Regions from separate parts of the Sus scrofa genome. Here region 2 is linked to region 1. Evidence: chromatin contacts called from public Hi-C data. All regions are on one chromosome and are shown on one strand. The core of a region is the stretch at or near the end of the contact, and the rest is flanking DNA. Distances in the headings are between cores, read along the strand shown.

The links. Hi-C and Micro-C count contacts between places; a contact is called where the count stands out from the background.
Region 2: a contact with region 1 is called in a Hi-C map of fetal liver, with 2.2 times the contacts expected there. The contact joins two enhancer-like sites. A contact is called at or near these places in 2 of 5 promoter capture datasets (fetal liver and liver), 13 of 47 Hi-C or Micro-C datasets (alveolar macrophages, blood, embryonic fibroblasts and 7 more) and 1 of 2 datasets of contacts at active chromatin or transcription factors (alveolar macrophages).

The regions. Positions count from the first base shown.
Region 1 is chr14:137,259,275-137,266,026 of Sscrofa11.1, reverse strand. PTPRE (receptor-type tyrosine-protein phosphatase epsilon) reads right to left here. Exons shown (of 22, transcript XM_021073749.1): 22 at 1,782-4,701. The coding sequence ends at 4,627. Among named protein-coding and RNA genes, the nearest start is that of MKI67, 34 kb to the left of the region's middle. Within about 2 kb of position 3,781, at least 23 of the 83 cell types and tissues checked have an H3K27ac peak or open chromatin away from gene starts, as enhancers often do. A contact at or near this core is called in fetal liver and retroperitoneal adipose tissue, where this site is marked.
Region 2 is chr14:137,307,211-137,314,238 of Sscrofa11.1, reverse strand. No RefSeq gene overlaps it. Among named protein-coding and RNA genes, the nearest start is that of MKI67, 14 kb to the right of the region's middle. Within about 2 kb of position 4,383, at least 10 of the 83 cell types and tissues checked have an H3K27ac peak or open chromatin away from gene starts, as enhancers often do. A contact at or near this core is called in fetal liver and retroperitoneal adipose tissue, where this site is marked.

The sequences.
Region 1 (6,752 bases), core at 2,532-5,031:
TGCTCAGAGAAGGTGTATGTATATATACAAATGACTAGGTCACCCTGCCACACAGCAGAAACTGACAGAACAATGGGAATCAACTTTAACAGAAAAAATAAAAACCTAAAAACCAAAAGAAAAAAAACACATGTTCCAAAGGAGGCATCCTTCATTTGGCATTTTTGGGGAGGGAAGCATCAGACACGTATTGACCATTAATATTTGGCCTGCGTAATTGAGTGTTTGAGAACGGGGTGCAAGAAATAAATACCCACCTGCTCTGTGGTTTGGTGACTTCTCTGAGCCTCGGATCCCATGTAAACAACATCCCTCTGACAGGAAGTTCTCAGTAGCTGGAAGCTGTCTTGTTGCCTCCAAACTCTTCCATGATGTGGCTGTGCCACACGGTCTCCCTGACATTCCGGCTTCACGTCTGTACCAGCCAACTCTTGGCTCCCTTGGTTAAGGCACCCCCCCCCACACACACACACGTGTAACGCACACACACTGCTGTTTTCTCTGCCTAACACTTCCCCCGCCTCCTGCTTCTCCATTCCCTTCGACTCTGGGCTCTGCTCCAGTGAGGCTCCCTCAAGCCCCATCATGGGCTCACCCCATCCCTGGGTCCTGCCCTGGAGCCATGATGGGCTTCCGCGCAGCACCGTGGAGACCAGACTCCGTGTGTCCTCTTCCCCTGGAGGGGACTCACTGAGCCTTGTCCACGCAGGAGGGCAGGTGTATCTGACTAGAATACTCGTGCCCAGGCTCAGGCGTCATGGCATGATCTCAAACCCTGGGTATTTTTATCACAGGGAGGGTGGGGAGACAACCAAAGCCAAGCCAGCTGTGCATGGGGACCTCAGCGGGGGGGTCAGGGCTGGCTCATCAGCCTCCCGGCCCCGTTTCCACCCTCGGATGTGGCCGCAGAGCTGCTTTTTCCTCCTGGCCGCCAGGCCCACTTCAGTCCTGCAGGAACAGCCTTCATGTGGGGCAGGGACCCCACCCAGTCCTGGCTTTGCCCAGTCCATCTAGACATAAGCGGGTGGGGCCGGGGGGACCAGGGGCAGGGCGTTGATCAGGGCCGCAGAGTCAGCAAATAGCCATGTGTGTTGCCGAGTGGTGGGCCAGCCCAGTGCAACTTAGAACCTGGGAGTGAACCTGCAGGCAAGTCCCAAGAGTAGGACCTGTGGTAGGGCTGGCACCCCTGGAGACGACCCCCTCACCGGGGGCTGGCGGCAGTGGGCACCGCTGGAGCCGGGGTGGCCTCTGTCCTGCCCCTCCTGTGGCCCCTTCTCCCCCCACCTCTCCACGAACCACCTGCACCACATCCACTTCAGGGTTTCTTCTGGAAACATCCCACAGCCCCTGGGTTGCAGGGGTCAAAGGGCGGGACTCGTACTAGTTTGCTAAGGCTGCTCTAACCAAGTGCCACTAACCTGGGGTCTACACGACAGGATATTCGTGTGTCCCAGTCCTGCAGGCAGGAAGGCCACGTCAAGGGGAGCAAGGCGACTTCCTTCCGAGGCTGTGAGGACCCGGCCCTGGTGTCCATGGCCGTTGGGGGTGGGGGGTTCTGGTCTGCAGAGCCGTGTCTGCGACTCAGAGCCGCTGGTGGGTTTGGGTTCCGAGCCGAGTCTGTGACCTACACCACGGCTCACGCAATGCTGGATCCGTAACCCACTGAGTGAGGCCAGGGATCAAACTCCCATCCTCAGAGATCCTAATCGGGTTCATTACCCCTGGGCCACAACAGGAAACTCTAAGATTGGAGGATTTCAATAAAGACAGAGACGCAGGCCGGAAGTCAAAGTAAAGATTTACCTTTGCATCAGAATGTCTCGGATCTTGCGATTTGCATATACAAAGAATTCAGCAACATTCACTGGTGTTATCATCAGAGCAAGATCAAATGACAAACGGAATAAAAGAAAAAAAATGATAGCTGAAACTGGAGTACATACATATATTATAAAGATTGCACATCGATTAAACACAACTTAGTGAAACACAACAGAAGTATCAGTATCTTAAAAAATTAATAACATGGGCATGTCTCCAGATGCTGAAACAGAGGTGTCAGGCTCGTTTTAAAAAGTTTTTAAAAACACATAAAAATACCTTTTAAAACACTGGTTTGCAGTCTTCATTCACGGAGCACATGGAGAGAAAGACTTAAGTGGGTCACACAGTGACCGAGAAAGCAAGGTGATCAGAACGCTTGTCTTCCAATCGCTGTTTGGCCTTTGACCGCAGCCGCAGGCAACAGAGACAGACGTCAGAGCCAAGAGGACGCTGCCGGCACCCCTGCCTTATGTATAAAGCGCTTTCTTTGACTGAAGGGGAAGAAGAGTCGACTTTCCAGGCAAGACAAACGGGATTCCCGGGCTGCCCCCCCGAGGCCGTCTGAACTGGGCGCGGGGGTGGGTGGGGAGCCCGCAGCAGAGGCCGGGAGGCTGTGCTTCCTGGGCGCCCTGTGGCGGCAGGTGCTGCCCCAACAGCAGGTGGGGGTCCTGCCTCCAAGGGACAGGGAGAGTGGCTTCTGCTCGTTTTCAGAGCCACAGGGCAGATCTGCAGCAGACTCGGGGAGAGGGGCGGGGGTGGGATCGTGGCCCAGGGGCAGAACAACACGCAGAGGTGACTCTTTGCCGAGGGCTTCCCTTGGGCAGGTCGACGTTCATCCCAAGACAAGAGACCCCAGTTCGACCATGAAAGGGCCTGGGGGATTCTGACTGAAACCCCATGTGTGGATGCAAATCCAGGCCCCGTGACTCTATCAACCCTCCGTCACCTTCACCACCATCCAAGGCTGTTTCCAGGCTTCAGGGCTGAGTCTTCTCGTTTCCCCTTGAGTCAAAGAAGGGCTGTGAGCTTGGGATTTTAACAATGAAAACAAGGGGGACCGCCTGGCACAGCTTACAAAGCTCCCTCGTTTTCCTCTTGGACCCCCAAATGCGTACTCATTGTCCCCAAAGGGAGAGGGGCCCCTTCAGCTGTGTGTGTAGCCAGGCCTGAGCTGCTGGTGGCCCACAGCCCTCACTGAGTTGTGCTTTTGTTTGTTCAGCTGGCTGCCTCCTCCGGCCCTTGGACGGGGCTCAGGGGAGCTGCAGAAGCTTGATTACCTGCGGGCTGTTGTTATTAGGACATAACCCATCCAGGGTCACACGTGTGTGGACAAGAGATGGACACAGGATAAATGGGCCAATGGGAAGAAGGAGCAATCGGTTACCAGTGGAAACACCAGGTAAGGCCTTTAAATTCACATCTCTTTTAAAAAGCAGAAAGAGTACCCCCAAAATGCACATGTTAAATGCGTTCAGAAAGGTAGACCAGATGTCCTTTTTAATATTGTGCTCATCTCCCAGGCACCAAATGGCCATAGATGGGTGACTGTCATTAAATTAAACCTTTCTACATCCCCCCACCTTTTTTTGCCCCATAGGCCCATCCTGTCTGGCAGTGGGACCCTTATTATCCAGTGTCAGAGGTCTCAGTAGTAACCATTCAAAAATAAGTTAGCCTTTAGGTTAAGGAGTTCTCTTACTTTTTCTTTTATTAAATATTGAGGAAGGGGGCTTAAAAAAAACTGTATAAATCTAGATTTTAAGATTTCTTTTCTTACAAACAGTCTCAACTTTTACAAGAGCTTTTTAAAGACCAAAATGCTTCTCCGAAAGTTTCAAGCAGAATGGCTTGTGGTGGCTTTGACAGTTTCTACCAGGCGGGAGCGCCCTGCGCCCTGCACGCCAGAGCCTGGGCTCTCTGTGACCTTGCAGAGTGGGAAGTGGTTTTTTCGGCTGTGTCTCGAGGCAGAGCTCATGACCAGCACGGCAGCTGGGGCGGAAGGGGAGGGGACCGAGAGGGGACTCTCAGAGTGTCATCTGAGCCAAACACCCCGACAGATGGGCAGCAAGCCGGGCCGTGGGAGTGAAGCTCTGAGAGCTGCTGTGGCGGGACCCAAGGCCACGGGTGAACCGAACCACGGGCCTTTGCAGCTCTTCTTGTCTAGCCCAGAGGGCAGGACGCAGCCTTGAATAAATGCCTTTTTAAGCATGAATAGAGCCACTGACTACGCCAGGGTGTGTAAGACCTGGACTCAGGCTGTAAGTCTTCTTTGATCTTTAAAATGTGAAGATAAATGCGAGTTGAGACCAAGACTACAAAATTCCCTTTTTACACCGCGTCTTCCCAGTTTGCCTTAGAAAAACTGCTGCTGCTCAGGGCTGTAAAATCAGTGTCAGGAAAGTGAATTTCCCACCGATTTCTGAGTTTCTGACTGTTTTCTAATGAAGTTGTGGTTAGTATCTTGCATAAATAAGCACACTTGGCATATTAAGATTTTTAACACTTCAGAGGTGCTGAATGTGTGAAATGAAATGATAGGAATCTAATGAAAAATTAAAATGCTTAATGAGATTAGCACTAATATATATATTTATGGGGGATTATTTGACCTTAATACATTATTCCAGTCTTCAAAAGGGGTCTTCAAGATTGAATAACTTTATAGCAGGTGGCCTTTAAGGTATAACAAAATATATACAAAGAAATTAAGAAGGATATTAATGTCAACTATGAAATAAATTAACATGATTTTTACAAAATATACTGACCATTAAATTAAAAAATATTTTAAGGCAGGACTTTTCATTTGAAATTAGCATAATCAGAAAATATATCAATAAAATCCTGTACCACTTTGTAGCAGAATTCATACTGTTCCTGAAAAAGAAAACCAAAAACACAGTAAATAAAATTTTAAAATATATTTGGTTAATTTCGTTAGGAGTCACGTTAAAGGGAAGCCATAAAAAATTCCGACAGTTATTAAAATACTATATATACCCAAAGCACATCAGCTTTTTTTTTTTTTTTTTTTTTAATGAGAAGGGGAGGAGACAGCGAACCCCACTCTTTTTTTTTTTTTTTCATCTTTTTGCCTCTTCTAGGGCCTCTTCCTGCGGCCTATGGAGGTTCCCAGGCCAGGAGTCCAATTGGAGCTACAGCCACCGGCCTACGCCACAGCCACAGCCACGCGGGATCCAAGCCGCGTCTGCAACCTACACCACAGCTCACGGCAACGCCGGATCCCTAACCCACTGAGCAAGGCCAGGGATGGAACCCACAACCTCACGGTTCCTAGTCGGATTCGTTAACCACTGCACCACAACGGGAACTCGCACACATCAGCTTCTATTACTTAATTTAGTTGTTAGGCACATGACTATGTCCAAATAAAGCTGGTTTTCTACATAGAAAATGTGAATGTTTAGCTTCGACTTGGTGTATTCTGGACAGTCTGAATGAAAGATGTTTAGTTTCATATTTAAACTAAAAAAATTACTTTCTAACAGAAACAAGGACCATACTTAATTAACATCAAATTTTGTAATGTAATGACAAGCAATGAGTTAAACAAGATGGAAACATCGGTTATTTTTAAGCCTAAGTTTGCCCTGTAGAAAGGCACTGATGTATATAAGTTTTAGTAGAGTTCAAAAGAATAATGCCTTGGGAGTTCCCAGTGTGGCTCAGCGGTAATGAACCTGATTCGCATCCATGAAGACAAGGATTCAATCCCTGACCTGGATCAGTGGGTTAAAGATCTGGTGTCGAGGTGAGCTGTGGCGTAGGTCACAGACGCTGCTTGGATCCTGTGTGGCTGTGGTGTAGGCCGGCAGCTGTAGTTCCGATTCGACCCCTACCCTGGGAACTTCCATATGCCACACATGTGGCCCTAAAGAGCAAACAAACAAACAACAACAACAACAAAGGAATAATAATGCCTGGAATCTGTATAAGGCTCTTGACGTATCAGAATACTTGGACATCTTCTGACTCTTGGCTCCCCAGCAGCCCTTGAGGAGGTGACACTAGACGGGTGGTGGGCCCACGGGGGGCTGGGAGCCGGGGTGCAGGGCATCACCAATGACAGGCACCCGGAGGAAGAAATGAAAGAGACGGAGGAAGAGGCAAGCCGGGGGCTTTCTCAGGGAGCCTGCTGCGCGTCTCAGAGAACCATGTGCACAGCGGTCAGCAGGCAGGGCATGGACCCCGAAGGCTGGAGGTTGACAGAGGGCAGCGAACCTAAAAGGGCCCGGGTCCTCGCAGACCCGGTCACTTGCTGCCCGGTGGACCTGGGAGCGGGGGAGCAGGGGCAGGCCGGCTCCCAGCCCTCCCTTCTTCCTTCCCAGCGCCTCGCGTTCAGCCTCTTCTCTAAATTCCCCTCGACAGGTTTGGGGGCTGCAAGAGGCCAAATATTAGCCCGTCTGACCCTTCCGGAACCTCCATCCAGCCAGCTTGGGAAAGAGCTGGCTTTCCAGGGACAGAAAAGCCGGCGCAGAAAACTCTTGTTCTGAGACTGCAGGCAAAGTGTGGGGACCTTACGTCTCCCTTCCAGCTCCTGAGTTTCCCACTGACCACCCAGCTCTCGAAGGAGGAGGGAAGTGTCTGAGTCAGGATGCCGGGGCGGGGGCGGCGGCGGGGGGGGGGGGTGCCCTAAAGGAGGAGCCTTGGGGAAAACGACCGGGTAGAACAGCCTTTGACACTGAACTTGCTATTGCAGGACCACCCCCACATTTGGGGAGGAGGCATCTTTGCTGAAACCAGAAAGTGTGTGTTTTCATCACCGGACGAAAGCGAATGTGTGGGGGCAACTGAGCTCCCGATTCTCTAAGCCCCCCAGGCAGGGTCTGGAGATCTAGGGAGACCCCCCACCCCCGCCAAGGAAAAGAGCCCAAAGGAACTGCGGATGGAGGTTTAGACGGATCAGG
Region 2 (7,028 bases), core at 3,134-5,633, 48 kb before region 1:
AGTTCTCCAGCAAAGGGGGGTTTGTTCGGGATCTGCAGAGAATTGCAATTCGGGGTCTGCCACCACCACAAGCCAGGGGCAAGTCTCCTGCCCAGAAAAGGAAGGAGATGCTCTTATGGAGGGGAAAAGGAAGTGGGGGCATAGTCAACGCAGAGCCCATGGCTCTTCACTGGCTGAGTCCTTCCAGGAGAGACGAGGAGGCTTCCCAATGTTTTGTAATAACCTACAAGGGAAAAGAACCTGAAAAAAATATATTTGTCTATATATATCTATATATCTATGTATAGATATATATATCTGTAGATATCTATATATATATATATATATCTGTAAGCCACAAATACACACGCATATATATACATACACACATCTGAAGCTAACGCAACATCGTAAATCAACTATACTTCAATAAAATTAAATTTAAAAAGCGAAAGTAAATTATGCAAAAGAAGAAGAGGCAGAGTCCTTCTTCCCGTTGGGCTTGGCCATTCCTGCAGAACAGGTCTCCCGACACTAACTGAGGTTCCTGTTTCTTTGTTTTTATACAGCTGAGCTGTTTCCCCCAGACCAGAGAGTCTTTGGGGTGACACACCTCTGGGGCTTATCAGCTCCCACAGCCAGGGGATCAGGCCCTCTCCCGACCCTAAGCTGTCCTTCAGGGCTGAGAACCAGGAGTGGCCCCATCTCATGCCCCTCGGCCGTGAGCTGGGACACCTGGAGGGGCCAGGAGGGGCCATGGGGAGGGTCCAGGGGAGGGGGAGGCAGAACAAACTAGCTGAGAGGGGAAAAGCGTGAGCCCATTTCTCTCTCTCTCTCAGTCTATCTCATAGGGGCTATTTCCTTGGGAGGGTCTTTTAAAGACCCTCCCGGCAATGTAGAGGCTCCTGCTGAACCTACGATAACTGCATTATCAAAAAGCCTACTAAGGAAGCGAGATCTCCTCTAATAACTAAAATGGGAGCCACGCCTCCTCCGCCCCCTCTTGCAGTGAGGACGGCTTTGCTGGGACACAACGTATAGTTCCGAAAGCGCACACGTCGCAAGAACTCACCTCGGTAAATTCCCACACGCTAAGTACGCCCTTCTCCCCCGCACCCAGATCAAGACAGGAGCCCCGTCAGCACCCTGGGCCCCCTCGTACCCCTTTGGAGCAGACACTCCACCCAAGGGTGACCACAGACCCACAGACCGGCCTTGTCTGGTTCTGGATTTCACACGAACGGAAGCCCCCAGTATGCGTCCATGGGACCTGGCTTCTCCTGCCCCCTGTCATGTTTTTGAGACTCATGCATGCGCGTTGGTGCCCGTTCCTGGCACGCATTCATTCCCCTGCTCCGGGTATTGCATGTTCTACTGACGCAGACACCTGTGAAGTGCCTTTTATTCAGCTGTGACCAACAGCCTGTCCTCACTGGTGAAAGATACCGAGGAGAGAGGCTTTAAAACTGGGAGACAAAACATGCTGCCTGCAATCAGTGGGACAGGGGATGAAAACAGTGGGGCATGACACTAAATGCAGGTCTTCATTCATTAGCCCCCTTTTAAATATGCTGCTTTACATGCAAAGTGTGAAAAGGGAGAGAAAAGAGGGCCGTGGGGAGAACCCAGTGGAATCAAGTTAGAAAAAGAAAAAAAAAAAAAAAAAAAAGCCCTGAGAGAGGGTCTAGCATCCAAACCACACTCCCTTTTGCTTAAAAATGTGCCTAATTCACATTAATTGTCCAAAACTCTGTTCTAGTCAGAGGCCAGGTGCAGCTTGGCAGCGGCATCCCCTTCGTGATGAAAGGGTTAAGCGCAGCCAGACCTCGAGGCTGAGGTGCTCCAGCTCACCTGGACACGAGTCCTCCCACATTAGGAAGCGGCTTTTCAGAAGGTCCCCAAGGCCAACGGAGCTTGGGAAACGGTGGTGTAACATCCTTCACTGAAGAGCCCCTTAAAGCCTCCTCTGCTCCTGGGCAGCGTGCGTGTGATAAACCGCTAAGCAGGACAATGCTACACAGTGTTTCCCAAAGTCCTCGGACCAGGGCACCCTTTTCAAATGCAGGGTCTTTCAGGAGTCTGTGCCTCAGAACATACTTTGAGAAACAGCCCCTGGATGCACTCATGCTGTGAACCTGGAGTGTGTATTAGCCGGGGCCAAAGCCAACACGAGCAAAACGCAGTTCCTGACCTCAAGAAAGGGAGTTAATAAAATCAGGTGCCTCCCAAAAGAGGACAAGAAAAGGAAAAAGAACTTAGGCAACAAGGCCTGGGAGAGTCTGCTGGGGCTTCCGCATGAACCACCACAATGAGCCAAACAACGGAAACGTATTCTCTTTCGGCTCTAGAGGCAAGAAGTCCAAGGTCAAGGTGTCCTGAGAGCCGGTCTCTTCTGAAGCCTCTCTCCTCCGTGTAGACGGCCGTCTTCTCCCAGTGTCCTCACACGGGCTTCCCTCTGTCTGTCTGTGTCCTAATCCCCTCGTCCAGTAAGGACAGCGGTCAGGCTGCTCCCGCCCTAATAACCTCGTTTTAACTTATCTCTTGAAAGCTCTCATCTTCAGGTACGGTCACCTTCTGGGGTCCTGGGAGCCAGAACTTCCACAAAGCATTTCGAGGGGACATAATTTAGCCCATAATGGCCATTTCACATAGTTTATCTCATGTCATTCTCAAAATAACCCCCCGAAGCCAGCATTATGCTTGTTCTCTTGTGAAGTTGTCACCACAGTGATGAGAGGTGAGGAAGGAGGGTAACCCCAGTCCACGTCTCTTCAAAGCCCGACTCCTCCTTGGCCTCCAAAGCTGCTGCCGACTCAGGAAGATGCATTTCTGGGCCCAAGGAAGACTTAAACGGATACTATGCAGCATATGAGAAAAAACCAAATGTATCACGGTTGTAACATTTTAGAAATCAAGCCAGTCATTATTTCTCCTTGGAGTAAATATCCCATTACAAACTGACATTGTTAATGAAAAAATTATACTTCCAAAATTTTTAGGATGTGATTATTTTAAAACAAGTACCAAGTGAGATGTTCTGATTTTCGAGGTGCCGGCTTTACGTGCATGAAAGAGCAGGCCCCCCCGGCCCCCGCCGCCGTTCCCTGAGTCCGCCCGGGGCAGGTGGAGCCTGGGACCGGTGTGCTCCCCAGTCCTTATCTGACTTGCTGGCCTGGCCCCAGGCTCATCCCAGCGCTTCGTTTGGGTCTTTCCGTAGCACCTTTACCCACGTCACTGGGATCGTCCTCTAGATGGCGCACTATCCCCCGCTCTCCACACTCGGCTCCTCCGCGGTACGTGTCTCAGGCGTCTCATGGCATTATTAAGTCGTTTGGGTATTCTCCCCTGCAGGCTGGGTGTCTATCGCCCACAGGGACCATCATATTCTTCTTTTTAAAGCGTTGCCTGACATTCGGTAGATTACTTAATAAATGCCTAAAACACAGAATGGCTAATTAGGCAGATGTTTCCAAATGAGTAAGTTTATAATAAAAGGTTAAAGTTTTCAGATGACAAATTTTCCTTCAATTTACTACTGCTGCAATAAAAATAATTTATTCTTTAAAAGAATAATCATTTATTCGTTTGAATAAAATAATTAGCTCCACGTTTTAAATCGATCCAAAGGCTTCAGGAGACAAAGGCATCTCTCCCTCGATATTTTGGAACAGACTTGCACTTAACTGCGTTTAGAGCTTTTTAGTTGATAATGGTTTATGTCCCCACCAGTCCTATTCCAGCAGCCCTTGGTTTGGGTTTGCTTTGAGAAGGATCCGTGATTCCAGGAATCCGAGCAGAGGAGACCTTCTGGGTCCCTGAGCCCCTTCCCCGCCGGATGATACTGTGCAAGCAGCGTGTTGGCACAGGCGGTGGTGTCTACATCCCCCTGGGTCAGCACAACTCTGAAAAGTGCAGTGACCTCAGGCACAAGCGCTAGATGGAAACAGACCTGTCTTCCCTCTAAAGTCGCAGAAACGTGGCCCTACTGATCATTAGCTCCAGTGCCAGCGCCGCTGCTCTGCACCAGCGCTCACCTCCCGCCTCTCACCCCGAGGCCGGCGTTTCTACCCAAAGGGCGCAGTGGCCCTGTGTGGTCGCCAGATGGCGCTGCGCTCCCAGGTCAGGTTGCGGCCGGGTCCCCTCCGCTTCCGGGCGGGACAAACAGAAGCCGCGCGGGGGATGCTGCGGGGCTCGGATCGCTGGCGTCTCGGACCGCTGCCGCTCCGCTCCAACAGATGGTGGAAGTCCACCCTGCCTGCTGAGGGTGGCTTGATCTTTTGCTTTCAAAAAAACCCTAAAAGCTGGGTTTTTGTTTGAAATGCTAGCGATTACGGTACTTTAAAATTTGTCATAGGAACGTCTTTACGGGATGGGCGGGGCGGGGCTTGTCGCGGGGCCCATCTGGCTGCGCGGGAGGCCGGCTGGGGGCGCCGCGGGACTGAGGCTGAGAGGTGCTGGGGGGGGAGTCCAGATCCTGACCCAGAGCCCGAATTTAAGCTGGAAGCACCCTGGCGTTAAGAGATCAGGAAGGGGGTGGGTCTTCACTGGCTCCTCAGGACTTTCAAGGTTCTCCCCTGCTCCACACCCGCCAAAGAACCCTGCTTCCTGACGTCCTGACTGCTGTAATTTTTAAATGTTTTCTCTCTCATGGAAAAGTTTAAACGTCTGCAGACGCAGTATGGGTAACATAAGGAACCCCCATATACCTGTCACCCAGCTTCCCCCCAACTGATGCGTAGGAGCGCATCTCTCTGGGCTAATCTATAACTCCTAGGACCCTTCCACCCCTCTCCTCCACCGGGGTTATTGTGAAGTAAATCCCAGTCATCCTGTCCCTTCCTCTGCAAACGTGCAGCATGTCTCTTTAACAGTCAAGGACTCTTTTAACATAACAATACCATTGTCACAATAATGGTACTATCATCACACCAAGTCTCTTAATATCATCCAGTATTAGACCATCAAATAGTCACTCAGTGCTCCAACTTTCTCTAACCGCCTCACTGATCTGTGCTTAACAGTTGATTTTTTTTCCAAACCAAGTCCCAAAAGGCCCATACATTGCATTTGTTTGCTCTTGAAATGCTTTTTTAATTCAGATAAAAAATGTTCACATACCAAAACATACAGATTTCAGGCGAATGGTTCTGAGAGTTTTGGCAAATACAAACCTTTGTGTGATCCATCAATCGTCACATCATCAACGTAGGAAACGTCTCCATTGCCTCTGAAAGTTCCTTCCTGCCCCCCTTGTCATCAGTCTCCCCACCACCCAGCCCACTAGAAACCACTGGTGACTTCTATTATCATAAAGGAGTTTCGCCTGTTCTAGAAATTCACACGAATGGACATGCAATACGTACTCATCTGGGTCTAACTCCTTTCATCCAAAGAATAACGTTCTTTGAGATTCAGTCACCACGTCTTAAATACACCAAGACTCTGTTCTTTTTTTTTTCCTTTGCAGTGTTTCACCAGGTGACTATAACACAGCTTATGCTGTAACATAGCCTCTTAGGAAATACGCTGAGGATGGATATTTGCATTATTTCCAGGTTTCACATATGCTGAATAAAGCTGCTTAAGTGAGTCTTAAGCATGTGGCAACATGCTTTCATTTCTCCTGGGCAAATGCCTCGGAGGAGCGTTGCTGCATCAAGGGAAAGATGTATATTTGGCTTTGGAAGGCGCAGTCTGGGAAGTTTCCATGTGCTCTCGTATTCCCGCAGCCACATCTGAGGGTCCTGAAAACACCACGCCCTCCCCAGCATTTTCAGGTCTCTAACCTTTTCATTGTGGCCCTTCTGGTGAGCGTGGTTTTAAGTCGCACTTCCCTTCTGTGTTGGGGATGACTTCTAGTTTTCTTGGTTTTTATTTACCACGTCTATAAGGAAACTGGATTCTTTGCGTAGGACACAGTACTAAGAGACCACAATCTAGGAGGTAGGGACACTCCTAGCTCTTGGGCACGTTCAAGGTCTTTTCTGTGAATGTATCAGGAACCATGTCTTCACATCCACATCTTAAAAGAAATAATATTCCTTGAGTTCCTATTGACACGCGCATTTCAAAAGTTACTTCCCGTAATAGGGAATCCGACTCTACTTTTTGATATTTGCCTGCAGACAACTTTTAAGCCGCACCCCTTGCTGGCTGCCCCACCTCTGAGCGAGCTGATAAGAAAGGCCCCATCCACGCTCCTCCCTCCTTCAGCCGCCCCCCACAAGCCCTGCCTCCAGCTCACGTACCTGCTGGCCCAACTCCTGACCACAGTAAAACCCCAAGCCAGAGTCCCTCTCCACACTCTCAAGCCATCTCAGACCTGGCGAGAGGCCCGCCCTGCTCCCCCAGAGACCTCCGTTAGTGAATCATGAGACGTTCCCACCCTGGGTGGCGTGGGGATGGGGTGCCATCAGTCTGGGGACAAATCTCATTTGAGGCGAGGGTCCCTTCTTTACGGAACCCTTCATTCTTTGATTTCACATTTATAGCCCTCTTGTTTTCTTAGGCTGAAAAACCCTCTAGTGATGCCCACATAATTACCTCTTTGCGCCATCCCATTATCCTAAGGTCAGAATAATGATATCAATATTCCTACCAATGAAATTATTGAAACCTGCTCGATATTATTTTCCGTGTATTGATGTCCTTCGGGAATGACTACCAACGGAGGTACCGTTAAATTATTGTGTTTTAAATGACCTTAAATTATTGCTCTTTGTGTGGCTCTGTTGCTGCCTGACAGTTGCATTTGAATTTCTACTTCTAGGGTTTTCTAGATCTCTGATTCAATTGGGTTTAATATTTATATAAATCTTAATAGGATTCAAAAGTCAAGTCTATCAAAGAAGGTACAGTCAGAGAAATCTAGCTTCTCTCCTTGATTCCTCCTCCATGTTACAGCATATGTATTATACATTATATGTGTATTATACATATATATACACCATATTATATTGTTTAATTTTAATAAGATCAAATAAGCAAATATATTCATAGGCCCATTTTTTAGATGAATAAAGCATGTTATATGCAACTTCTCCCAGTTT